Regions from separate parts of the Oryctolagus cuniculus genome. Here all the other regions are linked to region 1. The links are chromatin contacts, called in public Hi-C maps. All regions are on one chromosome and are shown on one strand. Each heading gives the region's core, a stretch centred on a gene start, on an enhancer-like site or on the middle of the called end of the contact. The rest is flanking DNA. Distances are from core to core; before and after follow the strand shown.

Region 1 (3,150 bases), core at 475-2,974:
CACTGCACTCCCTGGCCACAGCAGAGAGCTGGCCTGGAAGAGGGGCAACCGGGACAGAATCCGGCGCCCTGACCAGGGCTAGAACCCGGTGTACCGGCGCCGCAAGGTGGAAGATTAGCCTAGTGAGCCGCAGCGCCAGCTGAAATCCTGACTTTCAAAGTCTCTAGTTATAAGTAAGTGGGTGTTTTTGAAAATCATGTTGTCCAGACATTTTCAAATAATTTTTGGGGTCAAGGTGCAGAAGGTGAGATAACATCCAACTGGAGTTTCTTCTAAGAAAATGGCTTAGGCTTCCAGATTACCTCTTATTTTTTTAGACCATCACATTTGTGTTTTGCCACATGAAATGTCTTTTCCAACCGCACCTGCCCTCAGAGACTCTGAATCACAGACTCAAAGGAAGTATCTTTTGCAAATGAGCTGAAGAATGTCATCCCGCTGGAAGGATGAACAGCTGGTCATGTAGAAATTCCCTGGAATGCTCACTTGTCCTACAAAGGCAGGGAGAGAAACAAATGAGATGTTAAGGTAGTGTTTGTCACTAGCACTTAAAATTGTAAATCTTAACAGTTTTACTAGAAATCTTTGCATACTTTTAATAATTGTGAAGGCCCTGGGGTCTGGCAGAGGGCAATTGAGTGGGAATTGTCGCATTTGATCAGATACTGTGTCTTGGATTAAGAATAAGGCCCTCCGAAGTTTAAAAGGCACCCTTTGTTCTGATTGCCTTGGCATTAATCTTAAAATGACACACAAAGGATGTGACTATGGCGGAGTTCTCCAAGTTCATCGACCACTTTCTCTTCCCCGCCTTTACGTCTTTGTAGCAAGTAGCAGATGAGCTAAGCGCCTTTCTTCCACTCTGGGCACAGCAGCAGCCTTTCCTCTTACCTTGGCCACCCCTCTTACCTTGGCCACCCCTGGTTTACTTAGGCTGATCTGTCCTCCCCAGCAGGGTCAGAACAGTCAGGGCTGCCCATTGCGTAGTGGACGAGTTCCCCCACCAGGAGGCGCTGTCTCTGTTTTTGCCCTTTTTTCGGCTTCACCTTGCTGGGAAGCAGTTTCTACAGAAACTGTTTAAAGCAGGACTTCAACGGAGTCGGAGCCGGCGAGGAGGGCTTTCTTTTCCTTCCCCGGTCACAGATAAATGAGACTCCCAAACTGGGATCTGGCCCGTTGGGAGGAGTTTGCGAAGAGGGACCCGCGGGGGCCAGCCAGGCGTTCGGAAGACTGAACTGCCTACAAGCGTGGGGTCCCTGAGCCCTACTCTCGCCCTTTGTAGTCAGTCTAGTGACTGCGCTAACAGATGTTGCAGGCCGCGGCGAACGTTGAGAAGGAAGCCGCAGCGTCACCATCGCGGGCGAAGGGGACTGGCGAGTGACCAGACGCCACCTCTAGCGGGTCCATCTTTCCCCAGCCACCCCTTCCACACCGGACAGACGGTAGCGCTATTGCTTCAACAATCGTCCGCTCACTCCGAGAAGAGTGATTTAATGACGCGGACCGGAGTGCGATGTCCCCCCGCCTGCTTCTGCGGGAGGCTTGCTGCCGCGGGACTCCGCACCCGCGGGCCTCACCCCTGGCTCCCCTGCTCGCCGAGGCCGGGGCGGGCGTTCTGCGGGGTCTCGAGCGCACACAGGGCCTGGCCTGGAAGCTGTCCCCGCCTCCGCAGCCCCGTCCTCACTTCCTGAGCCTGGGCACGGAGAACTGCGCGGGGCCTAGGAGAGGCGGGACGCGAGGCGGGGGAGGATGGCCTCTCGGCGCCCTCGGGGCGTCGGCATTGGTCGCCGGGCAGGTGGGGAAGCCCTCGGCGCTCGCCCCGGGCGGAGGAGAGGAGTTTCCGGGGCTCGGGCTCCCGCCGGCTCCCCGGACCAGAAGCGCGGCAGCGAGCGGGTGGCGAGAGGCGGAGCCAGGGACGCAGGGGGCGTGGACGCGGCCGGCTTTGGAAGGGCCCCAAGTTAATGAGGCGTGCGCCGGCAGCCGAGCGCCTCTCCGAGCTGGGCTTTCCCCCGCGGTGCGGGCGCCAGGAGCCGCCTTTTCCGCTGGGTGTCACTCGGGGGTGGAGAGGATGGCCCATTCAAAAGCGCCGCGAGGGGGCCCGGCCAGTAGCCGTCAGTGAGCGCTGGCAGGAGGACGGCGGAGGCCAGACAGCTGGCTGCTCCGGGACCTTGCGGCGCATCAGGAAGCGGCTGCCCCTCTGCCCCGACCCAGAGCCGCCGCCGCCGCTCTGCCTCCTGCGCGTTAGCCTCCTCTGTGCGCTCCGGGCAGGTGGCCGTGGGAGCCGCTGGGGCGAGGACGGCGCGCGGCTGCTGCTGCTGCCCCCGGCCCGGGCGGCTGGACGCGGAGAGGCCGAGCCGAGTGACGTCCCCCTCTATGCCGGGAGGATGTTGGAGAGCAGCGGCTGCAAGGCGCTGAAGGAGGGGGTGCTGGAGAAGCGCAGCGACGGGCTACTGCAGCTCTGGAAGAAAAAGTGCTGCATCCTCACCGAGGAGGGGCTGCTGCTCATCCCGCCCAAGCAGCTGCAACACCAGCAGCAGCAGCAGCAGCAACAGCCCGGGCAGGGGCCGGCCGCCGACCCGTCCCAACCCGGGGCCCCCGCTGTCGCCGGCCTCGAGCCGCCCGTCAAGCTCAAGGAATTGCACTTTTCCAACATGAAGACCGTGGACTGCGTGGAGCGCAAGGGCAAGTACATGTACTTCACTGTGGTGATGGCCGAGGGCAAGGAGATCGACTTTCGGTGCCCGCAGGACCAGGGCTGGAACGCCGAGATCACGCTGCAGATGGTGCAGTACAAGAATCGGCAGGCCATCCTGGCGGTCAAGTCCACGCGGCAGAAGCAACAGCACCTGGTCCAGCAGCAACCCCCGCAGTCGCAGAGCCAGCTCCAGCCTCAGCCGCAGGCACAGCCTCAGCCGCCGCCCCAGCCCCAGCCCCAGCCCCAGCTCCAGCCCCAGCCCCAGCTCCAGCCCCAGCTCCAGCCCCAGCTCCAGCCTAAGCCTCAGCCCCAGCAACTCCACCCGTACCCGCATCCACATCCACACCCGCACCCACACCCGCACTCGCACCCTCACCCTCACCCACTCGCGCTCCCGCACCAACCGCTGCACTCGCACTCGCAGCCGCACGGGCACCGGCTCCTCCGCAGCACCT
Region 2 (3,150 bases), core at 185-2,684, 130 kb after region 1:
ATCTTCACACCTTTCTCTGATTACTCCTTATCCCGTCTAGAAATACACCAAAAATACATTTTGCACCTTAGTGTAAATTACATTATTTTGCTCCATTTTTTAAAAAAGATTTATTTATTTTTTAAAGTCACAGTTATAGAGAGAGGGAGAGAAGAAGGGAGACAGAGAGAGGTCTTCCATCCAGGGGTTCACTCCCCAGTTGGCTTCAACAGCCAGCACTGGTCCAGGCCAAAGCCAGGATCCAAGAGCTTCATCTAGGTCTCACATGGTGGCAGGTGCCCAAGGACTTGGGCCATCTTCTGCTGTTTTTCCCAGAGCATTAGCAGGGAGCTGGGTTGGAAGCAGAGCAGTCTGGATACAAACGAGTGGCCATAGGGAATGCCAGATTTGTAGGTGGCAGCTTTACCCACTATACCACGGAGCCAGTCCATGTATTGCTGTTTTATACAGTTAAAAAAAAGGTACCAGCTACAACAAATAAAAATATTTGACTCTTATATCCATGTGGACTTAAAAAAATCCACTGTAAAAGGGCAAGGAAAAATTTTCTGGGTTTAACTAAATTTGCTCTGATTAGATGCTATCTTTAAGACTTTCCCTCCCTTCTTGTCTTCTTTCCTTCCTCCTTTCCAACTGCACTTCCTCTCCTTGTCTTCCCTTTCTTTTTTTCTTCCCTTTCAGAAGAGGAAATGGAAGGAAAATAGTAAAACTTGGAAATGGGCTTTATAAACTCTCTATTGCAGCCAGGTTGTGAAATACATTGCATTTGATCAATACTACAATTTGGACCTTGGAATATAAATAACTTCCCTTCTCTTCTCAGTGCTGTTTTTCAGCTCAGTAAGCATTGCTTAGCCTGAGGAATTTTGTAGGATTTCAGGCTGGCCCTCTGTTGTAGGGTGTTTCTATCGTCTCCTGTGAAAAGAGGAGGGGAGGGGAGCTCAGATCCATCTCCTCATCACCCTGTGTGGGAGAGCTTCGCACCTGGTTGCCAGGGTGTCCTTCTCCTGGAAGCAAGAGCAGAAGTGCAGCCTTGGCTGGCTAGCTGGCTGCTCCTTCAGTTCCAGCTGTGTGCACAGGGTCTGTCACAGGTAGTGAATATGTGACAGTGAAAATGATGTCGGCAGGGAGGCAGCCGAGCCAAGGGGAACTTACGACTGCCAGCACTTATCCAAACCCCACCCCCTTCTGTGCAGGTGCAGCTACTGGAGTTGTGCCGAGCAGCAATATCCAACATGGCTGCAGGCTGGGTCCCCCAGATGCTAATGAAATTTTGGTGATTGGCATACCCACTTCCATCATGCACCTGATGCATGACTCTTCCAAGATTTCAAAAAAAAAAAAAAAAAAAAAAAAAGGCACAGAAATGGGCAGTCCTCAAGCCCCGCCTCAAACTGCCTCCTTTGAATGTTCAGCTAAGTTCTACCCCAGCCACCAGCCCCTGTCCTGTAAAAGGATGACCCTGATCTTTAGTAATTGTAGCGCCTCCTATGAGCTTGCCCTCATTCCTGATTACTTTCCCTTTGCCTTTCGATAAATCCTGCTTCCCTGCTCACCTTTATCTATGTCTCTTCCTTGGATTCTTTTCCATTTTGAGACAAGAACCTGGAGCTGCTGGAGGGGTCCTCCACAGCCAAAAGTCCTGTTACTTCTCTTGCCAGCTTCCCCAGCACAGGACTCCCACAGGGTCCAGTCCTGGAAGGAACTTGGTAAGGACTGTTAAAATTTGTTTGCTGAATGAGGTGTGATGTGGCAAGTTTTGGGGAATTTGTAGTCATTTCCTCAACCTCTTACTAAGTTTTCATTTGGTACTTCTGGCTGGATGATTTTGTTTTTAAATCCTGCTTAACTTTTAGCACTGCTATTACCCCAAAATGTGACTATTTCTAAATGTGTGATATTGATGTTTTAGAGAGAGGTCCTGAAGATAGAGAAACAGAAAAGGGAGTTTTAGTGGGATTTTTCCCCTAAATATGATTTAAAGCGATATTTTTAGAAAACATCCAAGTCTTAGCCTGTCAGTAGGTTATCAGCTCAATCTGGTGGGTGTCAACTTGCAGCAGATTTACAAAAAAAAAGATTTATTTATTTGAAAGGCAGAGTTACAAAGCAAGAAAGGGAGAGAGACAGAGAGAGAGAGAGATCTTCCATCCATTGGTTCACTCCCCTAGTGGCTACAACAGTGGGGGCTGGGTTAGGCTGAAGCTCTGAGCCAGCAAATCCATCCAGGTCTCCTACATGGATGGCAGGGGCCCAAGCACTCAAGCAATCATCTGCTGCTTCTCCAGCGCATTAGCAAGAAGCCGGACTGGAAGTGGAGTAGCTGGGACTTGAACTAGCACTCCAATATGGGGTGTGAGAAACGCAAGTGGTGTCTTAACCCACTGTGCCACAATGCCTGTCCCGGCAGCATTTCTTAAAAGGAGAAAATTAAAATAGAAAATAGGAAAGTTGAGCACAGTTTCATAAAACTTTTGTTCCTGTTATGCATTCCTGTGAGAAGGTGTATTCGGACGGGATGTGCAATGCGTTTCTAACAGGAGGTCCAAAGAATTTGAAGCTGTTTTTTAAAGGCCTTCATGCTTTCTGGGTTCATTTTAAAACATTGTGTGCTGGCTAAGATCTTCAGTCACTTAGCTAACCACTTACATTTAACAGCTTACATTTAGTTAACAGCGTACATTTCTGGAGAAACAGCTTAACAGCAAGCAATACCTTAACAGAGCTGAAATAAATTTAAGTAACTTTTTGTACTAACTGTATTAATACTGAGGCAGTGGCTTATACAATCAGATCTCCACTCCTGCAAACTAACTCTTGCATTTTGTGACGATGCCATCTACTCCTCAGGTAGGAGAATGGACTAAAACAGTTGTCAATGAGAGAAGAGATTTGTAAACCTATCCAAGACAGCCCTGGCACTAACATGATATAGGAGGTCCGAGACAGTTTTGGAACTCGGGAAAGCACACCCTCAAATGAGCCACTTGGGAGTTCCGTCTGAGATCCCCTGGGGAGCAGCAGATGCAGGGAAGAGCCCTCTCCGAGGCCCCCCTGCCTCCTGGGTCCCCGGAAGCTGCCCAGAGAGCACTGGGGAGACCGATGCCTGTCGCTAGAGTTGGCACCACTCTCGGAGTCCAGATGAATTTT
Region 3 (3,150 bases), core at 181-2,680, 68 kb after region 1:
CCAGGGGGAACTGCCCTTCCACGGAGGTGGAAGGGATAGTAGCCAACCCGGGAAGAACCAGCAGCAAACCCGGGGAGGGCCGAGCAGACGAAAGAACAGCGCAGGGTCCTGTGTTGCTCCTCCACGAAGAGGGGGAGCGACAGTCTAGTTCATTTGACCTCATGTGTTTTTTTGAGGGAGGATATATTCTGTTATGATAAGGTATTTAGAAAACAGTGCTATCATTTGTAGACCCTTATGGGGATAGAAATTGCATTGAAAGCTCATCTTGGGCAGGGAGATGCTTGTGAATTCTGCTACTCAGCAGGTGCTTGCCTTTTCCCTTGCTACTGAAGTGTGAACAGAGGAGCTGAGAACAATCTCAGCACACAGGGCTCCAATACAATGAATAATGTGCACAATTAGAGATTTTCCTGTTTGTCCTTTTTAGGTATTTGCTTTCTATTTGGCACATGCTTTTGAATGAACCATTTTTGGTTTTCAGATTCACATACTGAAGGCTTTCTGATTTTGCTTAAAACTGACATCAGAGGTGGGCATTTGGCCGAGCAGTGAAGAGGCCCATTGTGTTGTCTGCATCCCACATCAGAGTGCTTGGGTTCAATTCCCAGCTTTGGCTCCTGATTCAGTGGATTCCTGGATCTGTCTTCCTGCCAGTGTGGACCCCAGAGTCAGGGCTGATGGCTCAGATAGTTGGGTTCCTGCCACCCACATATGATTGAATTCCTGGCTCCCAGCTTCAGGGCTCCACAACCCCACAGGCATTTGGGGAGCCACCAGCAGATACGAGCGCTTTCTCTCTGTTTTTCTGCCTCATAAAAGAAAAAAGCTGAAATCACACATGAAGTATTAGATTCTGGCTACAGGGAATTCTTCAGATTGCATTTGTACTCCTGGACTAGCTCTAAACTCATTGCCTTTTCAGAATCCTTTTTGTTAAATGTGAATAACTCTACTCAATCCATTCTGAATTTCATCCTGACATTAGTTTCCTCTTCTTCCTCTGAGCAAGCCAAGCAAATTCTCTAAATACCAACTAAGAGCTTGATTTTCAAAGGTCATTGTTCTCCACGCAGCTCCCATACGCCTCCACCCCCAGCTCATGTCTAAGGAGCTCGGATGACTGCATAAAACATCAGATCAGTGGGCACTGCCAAACGGTCCTTGATGCCAGTTAAACTGCTACGTTTTTGTGTCATAAAATCAATGTTTATCCCATATTTGCAACCCCTGAGCTGCATTCTCCTTCATTCTCTTGCTGTCTCCTGCCAATGGATTTGCATCATTTCTGTGTGTGCCTTGTTTGACTGCCCTGTCTCCAGCTCTGTTGAGACTATCTGTGGGTGGTTTCCCTGCATGGAGATGACAAGGGCAAAGGTTAGAAGCGTCCATGATTCATTTCCTCTTTGCTGCACGCAGTGGATGGTTTCCTGGGTGAGTCACTCAAATGCCAAACACAGGAGGGATTTTCTTCACACAGAGACTCTGCTATGCCCTGCATTAGAGACTGGGTTCTTAGTATCTCTTTACAAGTTTCGTACTTTTTCTGATGATTTCATAAGCCCATCTTTTCTTCGTGTCTGATGACTGATTTGTGGACTCGCCCTACCCCTTAGAAAGCATTCTCATAACTCATGGAACTCCATAGAATTCTGACTCTAGAATAATTAGACTCTCACAAATATGAGGCAGGCATTTGGCACAGGGATTGAGATGCTTGCATCCCCTGCCTGAGAGACTGGCTTTGAGCCCTGGCTCCATCTCCCGATTCCAGCTTTCTGCTAATGTACACCCTGGACAACAGCGGGTGATTGCTCAAGTATTTGGGTCCCTGATATCCATGTGGGAGAGCGAGGCTGAGTTCCCAGATTCCAGTTTTGGCCTGGCCCAGCATCCGGGGAGTGAACCAGCTGATGGTAGCTCTCTGTCTGTCTCAGTCTTTCTGCCTTTCAAGTAAGTAAATAATAAACAAAAACTCAAATATATACTCCAAACACATTCCTGGTATCTCTTCCATGTGAAACATTAACCACAGTCTACTCAGGGCTATTCAAAAACCCACTGTCGTCTTTTTCTTTCCAGAATAATAATTTCTGGGAGGAGCGTGGACATCAGCTCAGGGAGATGGTGTTTAAATACTGAGAGCTAAGATCTGCAACACATTGTTGTTTTCTCAATGAGGGCAGGCTATTATTTCCTTTTTTTAAACCTTTAAAAATTATAAAATAGAATATACAAATAACAGACACAGATGTATAGGATAATTACTAGGTGAACATCCTCCATCCAGAAATGGAACATAGCCAGCCCCTCCTTGGTTTACCTTGTAAACCACAGCCCTTCCCTTCCCTCTTGAGGCAGTCACTACCCTGACCTTTGTGGTAATCACATCCTTGCTTTTCTTACCACCCATGTATGCAAGGTTACTACTTTTAAATCAGTATTACTTCTCTCTTCTGCCGGTGACACCTGTGATTCATTTGTATTAAGTAATGATCACAGATGACATTGGACTGGAGTCTTGTGTGTGTACTGTTGTCATATCACACCCCAATTCCATAGGACTGCTTATCCCTATCTATAGTGTCATCAACTAATAATCCTAAAACACATGTTTAAAATAATGACAGTTGGGATGGGTGTTGCGGCGCAGTGGGTTACATTGCCGCTTGGGATGCCCACATGCCATATCGGAGTGCCTGTTTGAATCCTGCCTATTCTGCTTCTGATATAACCTCCTGCTCATACATCCTGGGAGGCAGCAAATGGTGACTCATATATGTGGTTCCCTGCTACGCATGTGGGAGACCCAGATGGAGAGCCAGGCTCCTGGCTTTGGCCTGGCACAACTCTGGCTGTTATGGACATTTAGGGAGTGAACTAGTAGATTCATTCATATTCTCTCTCTCTCTCTCCCTCTCTCTCTCTCTGTGTGTGTGTATGTGTCTGCCTTTCAAATAAATAAATAAATAAATATTTAAAGCATAACAACAGTGAAGAAGCATAATTATCATGAAACATCCAGTGGTCTCCCTCTTGCGCTCTGGGGTTTCCTGGGCTACAAGCAGAGTTACATAATTTGGGATGGGAAATGGGAAAGCTCCCTCCTTTCTCAGAGGATCCTTTCCTTTTAATTTCCCTAGGAAGCAG

Evidence for each region. A called contact is a pair of places that touch in the nucleus more often than the background predicts.
Region 2: a contact with region 1 is called in a Hi-C map of liver, with 9 times the contacts expected there. The contact joins the enhancer-like site here to the promoter of PHLDA1 in region 1. A contact is called at or near these places in 2 of 6 Hi-C or Micro-C datasets (embryonic fibroblasts and liver).
Region 3: a contact with region 1 is called in a Hi-C map of an unstated tissue, with 2.1 times the contacts expected there. The contact joins the enhancer-like site here to the promoter of PHLDA1 in region 1. A contact is called at or near these places in 2 of 6 Hi-C or Micro-C datasets (ear pinna and an unstated tissue).

Annotation. Positions count from the first base shown.
Region 1 is chr11:78,539,843-78,542,992 of mOryCun1.1, reverse strand. PHLDA1 (pleckstrin homology like domain family A member 1) reads left to right here and starts at 1,724. Exons shown (of 2, transcript XM_002711345.5): 1 at 1,724-3,150. The coding sequence starts at 1,962. LOC138844398 (a long non-coding RNA gene) reads right to left here and starts at 1,699. Exons shown (of 2, transcript XR_011380171.1): 1 at 910-1,699; 2 at 1-491.
Region 2 is chr11:78,413,540-78,416,689 of mOryCun1.1, reverse strand. No RefSeq gene overlaps it. Among named protein-coding and RNA genes, the nearest start is that of PHLDA1, 130 kb to the left of the region's middle. Within about 2 kb of position 1,434, at least 1 of the 8 cell types and tissues checked has an H3K27ac peak or open chromatin away from gene starts, as enhancers often do.
Region 3 is chr11:78,471,836-78,474,985 of mOryCun1.1, reverse strand. No RefSeq gene overlaps it. Among named protein-coding and RNA genes, the nearest start is that of PHLDA1, 68 kb to the left of the region's middle. Within about 2 kb of position 1,430, at least 2 of the 8 cell types and tissues checked have an H3K27ac peak or open chromatin away from gene starts, as enhancers often do.